2 separate regions of the Pan troglodytes genome follow, and region 1 is linked to region 2. A link is a contact called in public Hi-C data. All regions are on one chromosome and are shown on one strand. Each heading gives the region's core, a stretch centred on a gene start, on an enhancer-like site or on the middle of the called end of the contact. The rest is flanking DNA. Distances are from core to core; before and after follow the strand shown.

Region 1 (2,942 bases), core at 186-2,685, 500 kb before region 2:
GCAAATACTGGGTTTAAAAGGAAGCAGAAGTGTTGTCTCTGCACCCTAGAAATATTGTGTAGGGAGAGGTGGCTAACTCTCCTAAATCCTTCCACCCATGTTTTTAACTGAGCATGCTCTTGGATCACCACTAAAATGCATGGAGGAATTTAGGCTGTAATTTAGTAATGCCACTGTTTATAAAAGTAGAGAAACAATGAGAACACCATGGCATTAGCTTGGAGTAGGTTAAAAATTACTTTTCTGAAGCTTATCTACTAGAATGTTTATCTAAGCTATTTTTCATGGGACGTTTTAAAGACAATACCTTCCTTCAATAGCCATGACCTTGAATTCATTACATGGTGGAATTCTACTGCTTACTCTCTCCTAATTCTGAAAACCGGCCATATTCTTCAAGTGGGAGACTCATTTGTACAGTGCCAGGTGCTGATCTAGGCACTTCATATGAACTTTCTCCTTTAATCCTCAGTCTGTAAGGTAAATACCGTGATGAGAAATCTGATACTCAGAGTCAAGCAATACAGTGAGGAGACCCAGCTGACACACAAGTGGAGGCAGAATTTAAGCCTTGTCTAGTGGGCTCCAAAGTCGATGGTTCTACTGCAGCATGTTACCACCTACATGTCTATTTCTCAAAACAGCAACAAACAGAAAAACCCTAAGATAACACATCAAACATCCTAGTCATGGTTTTACAGAGTCTGGGTCCATATGCAGTATTTGAACAGATAAACTGGTTTCTAGTATGTTGGCAAGGAAGGGGCAATCTTGCAAAGTGGATAGATCTAATCTGATTGTAAGGTGACTGAAATAACCAGACACCAGCCTCAGGGAGCCACATTGCCAGTCCAGTTGTTTGCCTAATTTTAACCAGTGAATGAAGAAGATCCAATCCATTGGTTGACACTTAACTGCTGTTGATAGGGCTGAGAGGAAGAAAAACAAGTCCGTCCCCTCTCTTATATACCATCCTGTCCCCCAGTGCAATCTGAGTGCTGTGTAAATTTGGCAAAGGGATGTTTAGACAGCAAAGGTTATCAACAAAATGGTTATGGGCCAAGGGAATTTCACTGAATAACCCTATGGCTGGGAGTGACACTGGAATTAATTGTCTCCTAGTGTCCTGAAGAGTAGGCTTCCTAGGATGGTCTCCTTTTTTATGGTGATGGTAATCTTTTTATTATTTTTCACGGTGGGTGATTCATTAAAAGAACAACTAAATGCAATTCAATTTCTAGGCCTTTGTAAGGTTTTTGGGTTTGGTTTTTGTTTTTTAACATGAACCAGAGTTCTTTTTTCCATCTCAGCTCTGTGAAAATGCCAACTGTGTGATTCTGAGCAAGTCGCCTAATCTCACTAGGGCTCAGTTTCTTCTCTGTAAGAGAGGGATCCACTATGTGACCCCTAAGGTCCCTTCTTGCTTTCAAGTCAAACTGATTCAGATGTTATTAACTGACTAGTGCCCTCTACAGGCAACTTCCTCCACCGTGTAAGAATCCAGGAAGAGGATATTTGCAAAATTCTCTTATTATATTTAATGTTGTGACTTAGTGTGCAACATAATATTTTGTTATGTAATGAACCATGCTCTGAAGCAAATAAAAATGTTAGATTTCATCTAGACCTAATTTTACAGATAAAGAATATGAGGACCACCATGGCTGGGAACTTTTCCAGTTCCTTTGGGATAAGGCTGGGGCTTGGTTACAAATCCCTGATATTCAGCTTAATAGTGTCCAGTAGTGACCTTTCTGGTCTTTTATGGTTTTCTTCAAAACTCTCTTTCCTTCACTTCTCAGATAACATTGGAACTCAGCATTTTCTAAATTTTCTATGTATTTACTATCCTTAACAGTTGATAAACTGTGGATTTTTCCACTAGAGTGGGAAATGGCTGTGTAGAAGTTGCCTGGTAATGATGTGAGCACCTCCTGTGAGGGTTACTTTCTTGCAACCTTTCCTGCTACTGATGGGAAGGTCCCTTACTGACATTGCTAGTGGAAAATGTATGCATGCTCAATATCTGATTGATTCACTTTTAGTTCAAGGACTGCAAAAATTTTTAATCCTTCATGCGGAGACCTACTCAGAAGTTGGGACACACTATTCATTTCTAAGGTGGAGGACGTAGAAAAAATGTCCTGGACAGCTTTCAGTGAAAATCTGGGTCTGCTTAAGCCTGCTTTAAAATTTTCTAAAATGAATTCATGTTTTAATTTTTATTATTACAAAAGCAGCATTTGTGCCTTGTCGAAAGTTATAAATTCAGATAAAGAAAAATAAGAAAACGATAGCACCATATTCCTACCACCCATAGATTACCACTGTTAACACCTGTGTGTATATCCTTAAAGCTTTTTCTATGCGTGTATAAATATACATATACATATTTTTACCAAAATGAGATCATGTTGTACATGCTGTTTGTAACCTGCTTTTTTTAGTTAATGATCTCCATCTTTCCTTGCCAATAAATTTTCATCTTATCTAAAACCCAGTCTGTATTCAAATTCCTCCTGCTCGTCCCCAAAAATGTCCTTTCCAGTTGGTTTGTCCAAACCGAACTCAAACCTAGGGCCCTGCATTGCATCTAGTATTATGTCCCTTAAAGCTCTTTAATCTAGCATGGTTTCTTCCCTCCTTTTATTATTTTTTTCATGAAACTCCTTGTTGAAAAAAACAGGGAAGCTTTCTTTTGTTTTTTTCTCTTTCAGATTTTGTTCTTTACATAAACCAGATTTTTTTTTTTAAATTGCCCAACTTTTTGCTGTATCTTCACCTGCAAGAGATACTGCCTTAATGGTATGACAGATGGTCAACTGCTGAAATGTAAAGCTTTTCGTCTAAAATGAAATCTGTAAACCTGCTCAAAAGCCTGGAAAACATCTCTATTTTTCTTTAAGTTTCCCCTCTGCCTGTCCCTCCAGCCCAGAACAAAG
Region 2 (2,875 bases), core at 207-2,706:
GCTTTGGTCTGGGTAACACTACCAGTTTGGGGTCTTCCACTCCCTCTAGCTGGAGAACCTCTGGGCAATCGCCCAGTGTGCAGGTGCTCTGTGCACCTGCCCTAATGACTCAGGTCTGGGAATGGACCATTTTCCAAGAGGCAGGCTCTACATTCAGTTTCTCAAACCCCTTGTGTCTTCCATTTCCTTGAAGTTTGTTCAATATTAGCCTAGGTGTGCCCTGAATAAAAGAAAATAGAAATTCATGGCATCATTTTGTCTTTACCTGAAAAAGAAAAACGATTTGAGTTGGTTTTCAAACAGGGCCAGAGGTCAGAAGTCGAAGGGCAACTTCCTTGCTGGGGCTGAGTCAGTGACTTCAACCTTCTCAGACCAGGGTTCAGCTGTGCACACCCTGCTTCCTGCAGGGAAGGAGTTGTTCTGGTAGAAAACAGTTTGGATTCTACAGGCCAGTGGTGCAATTCCAGCTCAGGAACTTGCTAGCTCCGAAGCAGTCATTCCTCCGTGTCTGACTTTGGGCGATGTATTTCACATTCTTCAGCCTGGTTTCCTGAACTGCACTGTTTGGGATGGAAAGGGCAGGAATATCAACCCAATGAGAATGGAGAGAAGTAGGACTCAGTGGCCTAACCTCACTAGACTACCTCAGGAAATGCTAAATTAATGTCAGCACTGCCGGCTGGGCATGGTGCCTCACAGCTGTAATCTCAACACTCTGGGAGGCTGAGGCAGGTGGATCGCTTGAGCCCAGGAGTTCAAGACTAACCTGGGCAACATACTGAAATCCCGCCTCTGCAGAAAATACAAAAATAGCCAGGCATAGTGGCATGTGCCTGTAGTCCCAGCTTCTCAGGAGGCTGGGGTGGGAGGATTGTTTGAGGTAGAGGTTGTAGTAAGCTGAGATGGCGCCCCTGCACTCCAGCCTGGGTGACAGAGTGAGACTCTGTCCTTAAAAAAAAAGGTTGGGATAGGGGGGTGGTCAGTGCTTTTCCTCTTCCCCTTGAAAGTAATGAGACAGATTTTCACCTGACTTTTTGGGAACACTAACCTGAAAGAGCAGTCACCAGGGGTCATATAAACAGGGTTTACGGCCCGATCATCTCACAAGCATATCCCAGAAAACTGGGATATATGTGTGTGGTTTCTAATCTTGAAACATAGGACAAGGCCAGGATGCCTCATACCCTGAAGAAGGGAAAAACTATAATCCCTGGTTCTGGATCAAGTCACAGGCTTTCTCCTCAGACCTCTGGGGAATGCTGGACTCTCTTCCTCTCCACAACACCCCACACATAAACACACTCAAAACACAGACAAATTCAGTATTCAGCTAATCCCTAAATATTCAAGGGAGCGACACACCAATCCACTGCAGAGAAGAGAAACACCACACTGGGTGCCAGGCTGTGAAGTTTAAAACCTTTCCCGGAGACATTTGTATTTTTCCCAAAAGGAGAGAGCCCTCTGCTGGTGAGTGGACACCGTGCTGGGGAAGGGTGACCGGACTGTCCACGTTAGTCACCCTTACCGGCTGTTTGCTCCTTTTCAGGCAGCAAATGTGTAAGTTATTACCAACTGGCTAAGTTTTCATCCGTGGCAGGAACAAATTCCAGTATTATTTAATGAATGTTGATGGTACAAAGCCCAAATCCCATAAAACCCTCTTGGCTGGACTGATTACAGTTTACTACAGCAAAAAGCGGGGATAAAGAGAGGATACAACAACTTTTTTCGGCTCTTCCATAGTTCATGGATAATCTCCTCGAAATGTTTCATGCAGACGGCTCTGCCCAGTATTTGGGCTGTAAAAACATCGTGTCAGACAGTTTGGAAGACGTTGTAAACAACCTAAATGTCCGTCAAAAGAAAATGAGTAGGTGAGTTATGGTGGATCCAAACAACGGAATACTATGCAGCTTTAAAAAAAATAGTGAGGAAGTTCATTCTGTAAGAATATAGAAAGATCGCCACATCGTTATGTTTGTGAAGGAAAAGCATAGAAACGATATGCATAATATACTGTCATTTGTGTAAGAAGGAGAAGATATGTTTGTGTTTGCTTCTACATGCATGAAGTATTTCTTACTTTTTTTTTTTTTTAACAGAGTCTTGCTCTGTCACCTGGGCTGAAGTGCAGTGGGGCGATCTTGGCTCTCTGCAAGCTCCACCTCCCGGGTTCACGCCATTCTCCTGCCTCAGCCTCCCAAGTAGCTGGGACTACAGGCACCCGCCACCACACCCGGCTAAATTTTTTTTGTATTTTTAGTAGAGACGGGGTTTCACCGTGTTAGCCAGGATGGTCTCGATTTACTGACCTTGTGATCCGCCCGCCTCGGCCTCCCAAAGTGCTGGGATTACAGCATAAAGTATTTCTAAAAGTTTGCCCAAAGAACTAATTCCAGTGGTTACATGTTTATAGGGGTGTGAGAACTGCAGGAATGGAGGACACAGGTGAGAAGAAACGTTCCACTTTGTTATATATTTCGACCTTTGATGTGACTATTTTAATCAAACATTAAGTAGTTTTTAAATGACAGCCAGAATGGGCATGAAGTTTCCTTTTACCCAACACTTTGATAACAGTTAACATTTATTTAGCACTTACTATGTGCCAGGCAACATGCTAAATGCCTTAGGTGTATTAACTCATTTATTTAACCCTCACAACTACCATATAAGGTAGGAACTATTCTTGTCATCCACATTCCAGAGACAAGGAAACTAAGGGACAGAGAGGTTATTTGCCCAGGTTCACACAGAGAAGGCCTCTCAGCAGGCTGACTCCAGATTTCTGCACCAACACCGTTCTATGCAGCTGCTCCAGAGAAATTATCTCCAACACAGTAAAGCTGATATCAGAGAATATTGTTGGCTA

The links. A called contact is a pair of places that touch in the nucleus more often than the background predicts.
Region 1: a contact with region 2 is called in a Hi-C map of induced pluripotent stem cells, with 2.0 times the contacts expected there. The contact joins two enhancer-like sites. A contact is called at or near these places in 2 of 7 Hi-C or Micro-C datasets (induced pluripotent stem cells and stem cell-derived neural progenitor cells).

Annotation. Positions count from the first base shown.
Region 1 is chr4:46,189,899-46,192,840 of NHGRI_mPanTro3-v2.0_pri, reverse strand. No RefSeq gene overlaps it. Among named protein-coding and RNA genes, the nearest start is that of PIK3R1, 270 kb to the left of the region's middle. Within about 2 kb of position 1,435, at least 2 of the 24 cell types and tissues checked have an H3K27ac peak or open chromatin away from gene starts, as enhancers often do. A contact at or near this core is called in induced pluripotent stem cells, where this site is marked.
Region 2 is chr4:45,689,327-45,692,201 of NHGRI_mPanTro3-v2.0_pri, reverse strand. LOC104006414 (a long non-coding RNA gene) reads right to left here. Exons shown (of 9, transcript XR_008548232.2): 5 at 266-560. Among named protein-coding and RNA genes, the nearest start is that of SLC30A5, 130 kb to the right of the region's middle. Within about 2 kb of position 1,456, at least 7 of the 24 cell types and tissues checked have an H3K27ac peak or open chromatin away from gene starts, as enhancers often do. A contact at or near this core is called in induced pluripotent stem cells, where this site is marked.